2 separate regions of the Callithrix jacchus genome follow, and region 2 is linked to region 1. A link is a contact called in public Hi-C data. All regions are on one chromosome and are shown on one strand. The core of a region is the stretch at or near the end of the contact, and the rest is flanking DNA. Distances in the headings are between cores, read along the strand shown.

Region 1 (7,426 bases), core at 1,416-3,915:
TATCTTCAGCCTCAAAACTTGAAAGGAGCACAATTCTAATGGTGAATGAACAAGGCCCATGATGGGAGGAATATGTTGCTGTTTTTAACGGGGGTAGAGGTGGAAGAGGGTGATGAGAGTGATGGTGAGAAGAAAAGATCTATGTGGCAAGATCGTTCAGTTACAGTATCACCGAAATATAGAGCTAGCGAGGATCACAGAGAGTACCTGCATCAACTCCTTTCATTTTGTGGAAGTGGAACATTAAGGTCCAAAGTGGATGACTTCTATTCATTTATAGCTAAAGGATTTACAAAAAAAGTAACATTCTTGATTATATTTATAGGTGCCAAGTTTTCTAATGATTTTCTTTGGGATGGGAGACGAGATGACCAATTTTTCACCTAATATTCAAAACCACAGCATTCCCATCTGTGGTCATTAACAGAAGTACAATCCACAATAATTGTATCATTATGTGAGAGGCATTACCATTTCTAAGTAGAGTTTCCAAATTTAGCAGCGTTCACATGTTTTCATTCCCCCCCAAAATGTTGAATAAATAAATGCATAGGTTTGAAATAGAAAAGAGTGTATAATCAAATAGTAAGTAATCTGGCCAGGCACAGTGGCTCATGCCTGTAGTCCCAGTACTTTGGGAGGCCAAGGCAGGCAGATCACCTGAGGTCAGGAGTTCAAGACCAGCCTAACATGATAAAACCCCATTTCTACTAAAAATACAAAAAAAAAAAAAATAGCCAGGCATGGTGATGTGTGCCTAAAATCCCAGCTACTCAGGAGGCTGAGGCAGGAGAATTGCTTGAATTTGGGAGGTGGAGGTTGCAGTGAGCTGAGATAGCGCCCTTGCACTACAGCATGGGAAACAAGAGTGAAACTCTGTCTCCAAAAAAAAAAGTAAGTAACCTTATCAGGCAGATATATTTTGTTTAGAAATCCTTATTTTGATTTCCTAAAACTCTAAGGCAAGTGATCAAAATATAAGAGATCTCATTTCAAAAAGCAAATCATGTGGGATGTGATTTGTCTCATGGCCTGAGAAACATGCAGCTCTGCTTTCTGTACAAAGTGGAAAGGGCAGAAAAGCAGCTGGTCCTTGCCCTCCCATTGGAATGGCAGGAATAGGATGGGGTGGGCAGTAGTCCATTTATGAACATTTGAATGCAATCAAATGAGATTTTTATTGAGCTTCTACTCTGTGTCAAGTACTGTGTTATCATTAGGTGGAATGTAAGATGATAGGTAAGATAAAATGTACCCTCAGAAAGTTAAATAAGTCTGTGAGTGTCAATATGAATTTTAATGACAATGAACACCTTCTGTTTGTAAATGTAGCCAGATAATATCTTGATATATTAACTGATACGTTTTCCCTTCTCAGTAATTCTTGTTACCTGTGAACTTTTTCCCATACAGGCTTTCTTGGCACACTGCCCCAGGAACAGGATTATGCTACAGAACACAAAAAGCAAATGACTGACTTTTGAATTCCAAAATCTAAAATCTTGGCAAAAACAGTATGTTTAGAAGGAAAGTTGATCTGGAAATGGTCAGCATTAGTTTTTCCTACCTCTATGACAAAATAAACCTAAGGGGAAAAACCTGTTGGTGGTAAAAAGTAGCAAAAGCAAAAGAATTAGAATCTTGAATGGGTCATGAAGCAGACACCTGTGGTCCATGCCCTCCGCCCTGACCCAAATGTTGCTGGTGCAGAGGAGAGAAAATAGACAGTCCAAAGGAAGTAGAGGAAATGAAAGGGAATCTGGCTGGCATCCACTCCTACCCTATACCGCCCACTGCTGCCTCCAGGCTCAGGGAAGTCTCCACAAACCCCACATATCCCAGGTTCTTAGGATCTTTCTCCAGCATATTATGAAGACAGCAGAGAATAATGTATGTCTGGGAAAGTGTATCTAGATGGAGAGGACCCAAAACAGCCTGAAAGTTCCCCAGCATATCCATGAAGTTCAGAACTAGATCAAAATTTTCCAAGTGCTCAAGAGAAATAGTCACGAGAACCCCAGATGGACCTCAGGCATTGCAGGATGATGCCCAATTCAGCCACTACCAGTGTGACTGGTGAGAAATCCTAAGGACTGATGTCTGTCCCCCAACTCTCTCCCCATCATATACTAATGCACCCTGAAAGTGCCCTAGATCTATACAAACACTCTATGTTCACAATCCCACATAGACAACTATCCATCCCAGAAGAGCTGCAACCAGGCTCCTCATAAACCCAGCTCCACCCATGCATCCATATTTAACCAGCTTCCTTCAGAAATATTCTTATAGATTTCCACTAATTTTCTATTCTTTAGGCACAACTGCTTTCTTTTTCCATTCTTAGGAAGTAAAGAAAAGGCCCAGACAACATAGTCTGTGTAACAATGTGTGGTGCATATGAAGAACAGAAAGAATAAAATTTCCAGTGAACCTAAGTTCCTGATCCATATAAGATCTCCCTTCTGACCTCTAGAACCTGAGCCATGAAATGGCAAAAAGTCCTCTAGATGGCCCATTTCCCCCAGGGGGTGCTTAGTGCCCTTTCCTTCTTGCAATGTCATTTCACTGTCTTCCCATTACAACATGAAACTCACTCCCATTAAAGTGACAGGACTCAATAGTTTGAGGCTTAACGCCGACTCCTCCTCTGTTCATACAGCTATCCAGTTGTTAAATCTACCTACTGGCTCTCTCCTTTCTATTACTGGAAGTGCTGCTCTCTGAATATTCCTTTTCCTCAATCCAGGGATGTGGCAGAACTGCACTTCCCCTCGTTCTTGAGGTTGATTGAGGCCAGTCACGTGGCTTCCTTTGGCAAGTGAAACGTGGGCAGGAGTAACATGGGCTGTTTCCTAACTGCAGAAAGCAACACTGCAGCACTCTGCTTCCTGCAGCTGGAACTGACAGCATTTCAGATGATGGAGGCCCTGTCACCCTGATTTCCAGAGTAAAGGGCATGTAATGGGCCCTTTCAGTCAGTGGGCAGATAAAATGAGCAAGCAATAAACATTTGTTAAATGAACTTGCTGGTTGTTACTGCATAATAATCTTACCCATCCTGACTAACGTGCCCAGGCTATTATTGTGGTTCAGGCTCTCTCTTCTCATCAATGGCTTTTAACACATGACACTCAAAGTGTGGTTCATACACAGGTATCAATCCATAAACTACTGCTGCACTGTAATGATGTAAGTATAGAAATTGAGAATAAACATTTAGAAATTATTGTAACAGTTAAACTAATTTGACATATTGAATCTAATAATAAAATATTTGGAATTGTCTTTCCCCCAGATCTTAACGTGATGTCTTATTTATTCATGAAGGTGCTACCAAAACGTTTGTCAAATTAAATCGCATTATTAAGTCATGATTAAGAAGTAGAATTATGGTAGAATTTCAAGGCCTTGCAGACAGATCTGAGGAATATTTGGGGTACAAGATCCTTCCTAATTGAGGTGAAATGATCATTTATAAATTTCCGTAGTTTCTCTTTGTGCCAGCACAAAATTTAGCGTCAGCAAGCAGAGAAACTTTCTGAGTTCTTCATTTACTATTAAACATTGTCTTAGGTTTGCCAACATAAAAGCAGGAACATGAATGTGTTTATCTTCTGGAATAAAACTCTGTAAATATATTGCTTATGAATATGTTCTTCAGAATGATTCACAAACAGCTTGACATTTTGATACATTTGTTCAAGTAATAGAGGATAATATAACTGATCCCCAAATCACTTCCTAACTCCCTCCAGGACTGAATAATTTCTTGCCTCTCAAAGACTCTGGCACACACTAATATATTTCTTTGCATCATACAAGAAAGAGGCAGCATAAACAATAGTGAAAACAACAGTGTGCCAGGTATCAGGAGACCTGGATCTAATCTGTATTATCCACTCCACTCACTTGCTACTACATGCAGCTATTACTTAACCACTGTGTCCTATTTCTCTCTTATGAGGATAAAAAGTTAATAACATGTAACATCAGCTCTGTTGTGAGCATCAAGATATACGGTTCTGAAGCACTTAGTGGTGAATAAAGTACAATATGATTATAATTTTGCATTTATGTATAATATTGTCCTTATAATGCTCTCAAATTATTTTGTATCTAGATTTTCTCCTTTCAAGGGAGACAGTAAGCTCCTTAGAGGTTCACTGTGCACTTTTTCTTTGTATCTGATCCAATGCTAAGCCCTTTGGGACAAATAATACACATATGATGATCATTTGAAAACTATTTATCATAAGTTGTTGAACCCATTCACCCTTAAGTAAACTACATAAACTTTATATGTCACAAGACAACTATTTCTCAGTTCACAATGAAAACAGGCTTTTAGAATTTTGGCTGTCTGAGTTCCTTGAGGGCAGAGGTCATGTCTCACCAAGCTTTGTATCCCTAGCATGTACCACAGTATCTGAGCACAGAGAAGGAGCCCAGTTTATATGGACTACATTATGTACCCCTCAAATTCATATATTGAAACCCTATCCCACAATGTGACTGGAATTGGAATAATGCCTTTAGGGAGGCAATTAAAGTTAAATGATATCATAAGGATGGGACCCTAATCTGATGGTGCTGGTGTCCTTATAGGAAAATAAAAAGATGCTGCCAGAGAGCATGTACTCTCATGTGCTGACTCTCTCTCTTTTTCAGTCTCGCCATGCCCCACAGAGAAAAGGCCATGTGGGGACCCAGCCAGAAGGCTGCCATCTGCAAGCCAGGAAAAGAGCCCTTGAGAGTCTGCTAGAACCTTAATTTGAAAGTTCCAGCCTCCAGAACAGTAAGAAGATATATTTCTGTTGTTTAAGCCACCAGGCCATGGTATTTTGTAATGGTTGCCCTAGCTAAGATACCAGTTAATGTCTGAAGATGAAGTGATAAATGAATAACCTTTAATAAAATACTTATTATTATTATTACCTCTACTTAGTACCCAGAAATCTAAAAGGCCAATCTCTGACTTTGCTTAAATTGGCTTTGGGAAAATTTTCAGACTCATTTAAACATTATAATAGCACACCCACCTACTAGACATTTGATTTTTCCATCCACTCTATTAGTGAGTACAAGCAGTTCTTATCCAAAGATCATTAAGAGGATTAGGCTGCAGGAATGGGGGTGGTAAGGAACAGAACAGCTATTGGCCAGAAAGAAGGAAAAATTGTACTATTAATTGTTCAGAGGATAACACACGATTCTGCACATGTAAACACTCAAGGTGAAATGTGGCAGATGAAGAAAGAACTTCTGTGTAGAAGAACTATAAGTTTTGGCAGGAATCACCATGCTGCAGTACTGAAGAGGCCTCCTGCTAGGGGCTACAATGGAAAAAGCGACCTCAGAGAGGAATTCAGAACAGAAATGCTCAGAAAGAGATGAAACAGGAAGCTTTGGTTAAGTCATTTGGTTTCAGGCTTATAAAAGTAAAACATTATTACAGCAAAAAATAAAAAATAAAAATGCTGACTACATGAACTGTGTAGATTACTCTTCTATTCTAATTGTAAATTTGAATTCCAAAGTACTTCTTCCTTCATGTTCTTTGCAAGAGATCTTAGGTGTTTAGTAACATTCTTCTAAAGAGGCTCAGGCAAGAGAAGCAAATACTTAGTCTGCAGCCATAGGACCTAGCTTAGCATTCCACTGAGCTGCCCTAACACAGAGGGCACACCAATTAGGGACTCTAGAAAAGAATGGCAAAGGTGGCACCAGAGAGAAATCCTCACATGCAGTTTCCCTCTTTCATGCTCCCAGCTAAAGAGGGCACCCCTTTCACAGAAAAGTGAATACTGGCATACCTGGGAGATACTGAAGGTTCAGTTCCAGATCACTGCAATAAAGGAAATATCGCAACAAAGCCAAGTCATCAATTTTTGGTTTCCTAGTGCATATAAAAGTTACATTTACACAACACTGTATTATATGGCATTATGTCTAAAAAACAATGCACATGACTTAATTTTAAAATACTTTATTGCAAAAAATGCTAATGATCATCTGAGGCTTCAGCAAGTTATAATCCTTTTGCTGGTGGAGGATCTTGCCTTGATGTTGATGGCTGCTAACTGATCAGGGTGGTAGTCACTGAAGGCTGTGGTGGCTGTGGCAATGTCTTAAAACAAGATCACAATGAAATTTGCCAAAATCATCGACTCTTCCTTTCACAAAAGATTCCTCTGTAGACCGTGATGCTTTTTGGTAGCATTTTATCCAAAGCAAAATGTTCACAATTGGAATCAATCTTCTCAAACCCTGCTGCTGCTTTATTAACTCAGTTTATGTAATTTTCTAAATCTTTTGTTGCCATTTAACAGTGTTCACAGCAACTGCACAAGGAGTAGATTCCATTTCAAGAAACCACTCTTTGCTCATCCATAACAAACAACTCATATGTTCATGTTGTCTTATGAGATTATAACAATTCAGTTACATCTCCATGTTTTATTTCCAATTCTAGTTCTTTTGCTATTTCTACCACATACACAGTTACTTCCTCCACTAAAGTCTTGAATACTCAAAGTCATCCATGAGGGCTGGAATCAACATCCTTCAAACATTTTTACCTGCTCACATGAATCAAAAATGTTCTTAATGGCATCTAGAATAGCAAATCCTTTCCAGAAGGTTGTCAGTGTATTTTGCCCAGATCCATTAGAGGAGTAACTATGGCAGCTACAGACTTACAAAATGTATTTCTTAAATAATAAGACTTCAAAATCAAATTAATCCTTGACTTATGGGCTATGGATGTATTCACAAGCATGAAAACAACAGTAATCTCCTTGTATACATCCATGAGGGCTCTTGGGTGACCAGGTGCATTGTCATTGAACAGTAATATTTTGAAAGGAAACGTTTTTTCTGAGCAATAGGTCTCAATAGTGGGCTTAAAATATTCAGTAAACCATGCTGTAAACAGATGTGCTTTCATCCAGGCATTGCTGTTCCCTTTATAGAGTACAGGTAGACTGGACTGAGCATAATCTTAATTTTAAAAGTGCTTGACTTTGGTATACAGGGAACAGGATTTTCAGAATGACAGCTGAACATTGGTTTTAATTTAGTCATCAGCTGCACTGCTCCCAGACAAGAGAATCAGCCTGTCCTCTGAAGCTTTGAGGCCAGGCATTGCTTCTTTCTAGCTATGAGAGTCCTAAATGGCATTTTCTTCCAATATAAGACCGTTCTGTCTAAATTTAAAGACTGTTAGTGAGTATGGCCACCTTCATCAATTACCTTAGCTAGATTTCTTGAGAATTTGCTGCAGCTTCTATATCAGGATTTGCTGTATCACTTTGTACTTTTAAGTTATGCAGTTTCTTTCCTTAAACCTCATGAACCAAGCTCTGCTATCTTCAAACTTTTCTTCTGCAGTTTCCTCACTTCCCTCAGCCTTCACAGAATTGAG
Region 2 (7,008 bases), core at 1,771-4,270, 460 kb before region 1:
TTTACTAAAAAAGAGGTTTAATTGGCTCATGGTTCTGCAGGCTGTACAGGAAGCACAGCTACGTCTGCTTCTGAGGAGGCCTGAGGGAGCTTTTCCTCATGGCAGAAAGTGAGGCAGGAACAGGCACTTCATATGGTGAAAGCAGGAGAGAGAGAGTGGGAGTGGGAGGAGGTCCCACACACTTTTAAGTGACCAGATCTCACAATAACACTCTATTGCAAAGATAGCGCCAAGCCATGGGGGATCTGTCCCCACGATCCAAGCACCTCCTATCAGGCCTGACCTCCAGCACTGGGGATTACAATTCAACATTAGATTTGGGTGGGGACAAATATCCAAACTATATCAATACAGCAAGTACATATGGGGGGATGGACTCCCTATCGGTATTTTACAGATAAGGAAATTCAAGCTCAGAAAATATCAAGCAACTTAATTACATGTTGACAGGAGTAGGTATTGGCAAATTCTGGACTCATACCTTATCAGTCTGACTCAGGTCTATTTGCTCTCTTCTACTCTACAATTCTGCCTACCGGGCCAGTATTACCAACTAGCAGGGACTGAGTATGTGGCTCTTGCCAGGTGTCCAAATGGTTTTGCATATATCAACTGATTTATCATTCACAACAGTTCCATAGGGAAATACTACTAGTATTACTAGTGGTATTATTGCTATTGTTATTACTACTGTGACTATCACTATTTCAGAGAAAGAAACAGAGCGCTTAAGAATCTAGCCCAAGTTTACGCAAGGATCTGACCCCAGATGCCCAACAACCAACGCAGGCAGCCTGGTGACCCAAGAGTTCCCTTTCTCATCAGGAGTGGCCACCTGCAGCTGAAGGACTCTACGACTGGGATGCTGGAGAAGGGGGTCTACACTGGGTGGATGGCTGCATGTGACCTCCAACCTTCTTTCTAAAGATTCCTAGATGCTTATAACCTAATGGTTTATGGACATTTTGACTTTGGAATTCCTGGCATATAAGATGGGTATGTTTTTAAAAATCCTGGCAACTACCCTAGAAAACTGGAAAAAAAAAAAAAAAAGAAAGAAAGAAAAAGCATGATTGTTAGCCTTGTCAAGATCAAATGTTCTGAAAGCATTTGTAGTCATTACACAAATCAGGGCCATGGAAATCAAGAATAATTTACTGATGAACATTAAGATTTTACATTCTGTGACATCCATGGTAGAAGCTTATCGGTGAGTTTTGAAGGAGATGTGAAGAGGCTGCTGGTGGGAAAGAGAAACAGAAAACTAAAGTGACTTCTACTGTTCTGGCTGCTAATGAATTTATAAGCATTGGTGAGTAAGAGAAGACAGAAAATCAACTGGAAAAACTAAGCCTGTAGAGGGCCACCCTTTGCTCTTACCATGTTGAAAACCCAAATGGTAAAGCAGGATATAGATACAGATACATGCAGACATGTGCCTGAATTCATATAAAAGACAGGGGTTTATCGCAATGAAACCTGTTAAGGACAACTGCATATACTGGTCAATTTCCACAGAAATTCCCCACTTCACATCTGCAGAGCTGTGCCCAAATCACAGTGACTTTATCTAGAAGGAAAGGCCCCATCATCTATATTATCTGGTAGTACTGCCAAACAGCTGGCGGTGGTATTTTATGTTAAAACATAGTAATGGAAAATTAACTAATATATAATGAAAGATCACCAAAATCAATCTAAATACTTCCTAAATGGAAATTAAAACTTGAAGGGAATGAGGTTTTAAATTGAGCTTCTCACACAATTTGCAATTGCAAAAATATGGAACCAGCCCAAATGCCCATCAATCAATGAGTAGATAAAGAAAATGTGGTATGTATATACCATGGAAAACTACTCAGTCATAAAAAGGAGTAAAATAATGGCATTTGAATCAACTTGGATGGAACTGGAGATCATTATTCTAAGTGAAGTAACTCAAGAATGGAAAATCAAACATTGTATGTTCTCACTCGTCAGTGGGAACTAAGCTATGAGGATGCAAAGGCATAGGAATGATACAATGGACTTTGGGGACTTGGGGGAAAGGGGGTGAGGGACAAAAAGACTATCCATTGGGTACAGTGTACACTGCTCAGGTGAAGGGTGCACCAAAATCTCAGAAATCACCACTGGAGAACTTATCCACATAACTAAACACCACCTGTTCCTTCAAACCTATTGAAATTTAAAAAACATACATTGAGCTTCTCAGGCTAACTACAAGAACAAGATGGCACCAGTTCATGACCCCGGTGTTGACATTCATGAGAGTCAGGAGGCTAAGATATATACATGGAAAATTCCATCTGATAGTGCAAAGGTGGGAGCAGAGAGCAGTTTACACGCATGCAAACAAATCAGCAATAATTCACAAGCTGATGGAATGTCTATCAATGAGGAGAAACTACATATTGTTTGGAGCAAGATAAAAATGAATATAAAAAATACCAGCCATTTTGGCAACAGAGTGGGAGGGGAAATGACATAAAGGTTAGCAAGTCTTGTGATGCTCAGGCCGCATTTATCACAGTGATTCAGATGGACAAAAAATAGAAACGGGTTTTCTAAGCCAAGACAGCCTTCCATTCATCTTTTCCTTTCTAAAATTATAGTCACCTTCCTTAACAATAAGGATCAGATTTTCAAAAAGTGAGTGTGGCTCATGTGTTTTTCCCTAGGCCTGGTCATATGATACAGATAATCACCTTTCCACTCGTTAGAAGTCTGGTTCTGTTTTCCCTTCCTTCATTCTTCCCCAACATGCTGAATAGTTGCAAAATAAAACATAATAGCTTTAAGATTTTCCTTTTAAAATGATTATTTGACAACATATATCTGAAAAAATAATGGGCAGTGGTCACCATGGTGGCCAAGACAGTGGAGGGTTTCTTACTTCCTGTTTCGTGTTTAAATAATCAGAGAACTGTCCTCTGATTCCCATTCTTTGGCTTGGCCTGCCTCTGGCAGAGGCTCCCTGTTCTCCTCTGCCTACATCCATGACAGACATCATCAGCCTTCTGGAACAAAACTTCCTTCACCAGCAGAGCCTCTGATTCTTTTTGCCCTGGAAGCAAGAATGGGTTTCTGGGAATGCTTTGATAATATGCAAGGAGTACACATGGTAGGAGGGCATGGCAGCAGGCACTGCAGGTTCCCTTTCTAAAACCGGGAGCCTGACTCACACCCCCTGCTACTGACCCACGCCACAGTGTTATCCAACAAATATCTGCATCAGCTTATTTGTCCAAGAAGCCAAATAAAACCCCATAAGGATTCATACTGTGATGAACACTGTGGATGCCTCTCAGCCTGTGTGTGTGTGTGTGTGTGTGTGTATGTGCATGCACACGTGTGTGTGTGTGCACGCGTGTGCATGCACGGTAGGGGGCTGAGGGAGAGGAGAAAGCGATTACCCATTAGGATATTTCTTACAGCTCATTCTAGAATACTGTTCAGGACAAAGAAGTGAAGCGGTAGAGCTTTATCTCCCTCTAGCAGGAGTCCTAGACTGTGGCTACATTGAGATCTCCTCAGGGGTGCCTTGTGTCCAGATGGCCTGGAGGGCCAGTGGGCCGATCCTCACAGAGGTAATTAGCATGAGGCACCACACTGTGCCAGGGAAATTATTTTTTCCTGCCAGAAGCTTGTTTAGCTGCCAGAAGAATGCCCCTGAGTTGGAGGGGAGCCTTCCTCACTCGGAACTTCCCATTTAGTTAACTCCCACACCATCTCCTGTCCTCCCTACCCCCAACTCCTTGCCCTGCTCCTGACAGAAAAGCCAGAAAGTGAGGTTCACCAAAAGAAAAAAATTGGAGGCACAAGACTGCTCTGGCCCAAGAGTCTGGGTAAAGAAGGTAACATGGTGTGCATGTGTGTGTGACAGGTGTGTGTGTGTGTTGGGGGGTGGGCTATTCCTGTACCACAGCACAGTTTTACAGGAGACAGAAAACTTCTTTGGTGAAGATCCTTCCATGACAGAAGCAGCAGCAGCTGGCTGTGAACATACAAAAGTGAACTTAGTTTGGGATCTAAGGGGCCCCCTCAGTGCAGATATTGGCAGCAGCTCACAGGGGCCTCTGGCTACCAACAATGGCTTCTTGGGTCTCAGAGGTCCAGCAAAAGATGCCAGTCCCTGGGGCTTCCCAGGAATAGCTCAGGGACCTCAAAATAGAGGCAAGCTGCCTGGTTCTACATAGCTGGTAAGAGGGAGAACACTGATTCATTTGTTCATTCATTCCATATAAATGAAAATGAGGGCTAGTTATAGGCCACACAGTATTCTAGGAGCTGAGCAGGAAAAATGGCAAAAACTCATGCCCTGACAGACCTGGCATTCCAGTGAAGGCAAAAGGCAATGAGAAATAAACAAAAACAGAACTAATATCAAGACAGGTGGTGAGAAGTATGAAGAGGAAATTACAACAGAATAATAAAGACTGGGGTTTGGTAGTGAGACTACTCTAGCCAGCCAGATCAAGGGCTGTCTCTGGAATCAGAGTAATGTGTATATTCTTGTTACACACATGCACACAGACTTTTGAACTATATGGTAAACTATAGAAAGCTTAAATATTATTTTTATTTTCAAGCATCTTCCAGCCATCAAAGAACCCTATCATATACCAATAAGTGATAAGGAATTTTTAAGAGACTGTCCATTATTTTTATTTACTTAGATTTTATTACATAAACTAAAAAACAAAGGATAGGTCGTAAACTAAAGTTTATAAATATTTGTTATACAGATTTCCTTGAATTGGCGTTCGTTTTATTTACTAAATGAATGAATGAATGAGGCACTATGAGCCACTTAACAGATAAGGTTAAAGCCATCACCTATATCTTTTAAGGCACTAACATATGTCAATTTTATTGTCTGGCTACACAAACATTTATTTGCTACTGAAAATTGAAATAGCATATCAAAATTTCCTTTTATTGTAATTCAAATTCTTGAAAACCAAAATATCCAATTAATTACTATGCTCTAGCCAAACTACATAATGATTTTTTTTTTACATTCTTTCTCCATACCTTACATTGCTTCAAATTCCTGATATTGAGTTCCATCTCACTGATTTCAGGCTTCTAGAACACAGGGAATGCTTGAGACCTACTGGTGCTTCCTTGGGTCATAACAAAAAGTAGTACTAAAGTATTCATGAAGTCCCTCGAATACATTCAAACTATACAGATCCCTTATAAATTACTGGTATCAAGGTAGGAAAGAAAAGATACAAGAAGAAAAAGACATCACAGAACTCATTATAGGTTATCAAAATTATTGGTTTACACTCTGTCTCAGAATACAGTAGCTTTCTCAATTTGCTGCATACAATTACCAACAAGAAAGGTGAGTATAGGAGTACGGCTTGAGACTGAATTGTCTCTGTGTCATAGTTATCCAATGCAGCATTGTCAGAAGGATCTCATAAATGCAGAAACTACAGCTTCATTGGAATGGTTCACGTCCTCATTTATTCTTAACTCCCTTAAGCCCAGTGTCTGTTAATTCTCTTTCAAGCCGAGAAAATCAGTTGAGCAAGATGTCACTGAGTTTTACTATCTTTTCTTTCTGAACAAATAACAACAATGACCTCGTTCCTCTCCCACTGTGAGGCACCCGGTGTCTGATGTCCTGGAAGATCTTTTCTCTTCTGCCTCTGGCAGAGGTGAAAGGGATTTAGTACCAGGGTTGAGAATCAAGTTATGCTTTGGGATGAGTCCACTGGTGATCTAACCACAGCTCTAAGCTGCTCCTTGATCTTTGGGTCTCAGCACAACATGATGCTGGACTTGCAAATTGCCACAAGGTAGCCTGGAATGAAGTCTATAGCCCAGAAGGAGCCTGAAAACCTGAACTCCAACAAAGGGTGGCCAAGGAGCCAACCCATCACTCATGAACCTGACTTCTAAGCCTGTTTCTGCAAAACGGGAATAAGAACCTTAACCATTAGATTTTAAAGATATGGTAAGATAGTTCATTCAGTGTGTATAGCACAGAGCCAGGAAAAACAGTAAGTAGGCAGTCACTTCTGCAGGTTAAAAAAAAAAAGATTGGAACTTACATTAATTCTAAATTAGTTTAAAAAATAATTTAAAGACAACCTGTGAAATAACTTATTTGCCTAGGATGATGAGCCAGTGAGGGAAGACCCTGAGGCCCAGTGCCCAGATCCCTGTCCTTCCAGAATCTAGCCTTGCTTCTCTATCTCAGCCTCGAGAAGGTCCAGTTCAAGGACAGTCCTTGCTCTGAGGTTAATCCAAGATCCCTTTACAGTAAATTCTCCATTTACTTGTGGCAATTTGAGTTACTTTTGTTCTTCGCCTCAACACTATCTTTACTAAAACATGACAAATAATCCTTTCCCTTGTGGTTACTTCCATTGCTTTTATATTTAAAAATACTTCCCCATCCCATTGTTAGTTAAGTAGTCATTTTTTTCTCCTACATTTTTTAAAAACATGATTTAAAAAACATATAATTCTCTAAACAATTCATGTGTAATTTATTTTGGTGTAGTTTGCTGAATAATCTACCTCTTCCCACAGGATTGCTGCATTCCAGGGATCATATGTGTCTGCATGTTGTCTGTCTGTACATTTCAGGGCTATTTATTCTATGTGATTCCTATGCTGGCACTAAACTGTTTTTGATTTTATTGTGTATTTTATATTTGAAATAGCAAGTTTCTCTTCATTGCTCTTTTAAAATGTTTCCTAGCTATCCTTTCTAAAACCATTTTGTTATCAGAATATTTCTTTTATATTTCATCATGTCACTGACTGAACTATCTCAACCTCTAAACAGCAAGTTACAGTTTAACCAAGTCCAGCAAATCCATCTTTAGAAAACTAAAAGAGAGCCTGGTGTGGTAACTCATGCCTGCAATCCCAGCACTGTGGGAGGCTGAGGCAGAAGGATCACTTGAGCCCAGGAGTTTGGGACCAGCCTGGGCGACATGGTGAAGCCCCGTCTCCACAAAAAATTAGCCAGGCATGGTG

The links. A called contact is a pair of places that touch in the nucleus more often than the background predicts.
Region 2: a contact with region 1 is called in a Hi-C map of skeletal muscle, with 2.6 times the contacts expected there. The contact joins two enhancer-like sites. A contact is called at or near these places in 2 of 3 Hi-C or Micro-C datasets (both in skeletal muscle).

What each region holds. Positions count from the first base shown.
Region 1 is chr18:42,250,615-42,258,040 of calJac240_pri, reverse strand. No RefSeq gene overlaps it. Among named protein-coding and RNA genes, the nearest start is that of TSEN15, 29 kb to the right of the region's middle. Within about 2 kb of position 2,665, at least 1 of the 16 cell types and tissues checked has an H3K27ac peak or open chromatin away from gene starts, as enhancers often do. A contact at or near this core is called in skeletal muscle, where this site is marked.
Region 2 is chr18:42,712,788-42,719,795 of calJac240_pri, reverse strand. All of the region lies in intron 3 of C18H1orf21 (chromosome 18 C1orf21 homolog), which reads right to left. Among named protein-coding and RNA genes, the nearest start is that of C18H1orf21, 170 kb to the right of the region's middle. Within about 2 kb of position 3,020, at least 3 of the 16 cell types and tissues checked have an H3K27ac peak or open chromatin away from gene starts, as enhancers often do. A contact at or near this core is called in skeletal muscle, where this site is marked.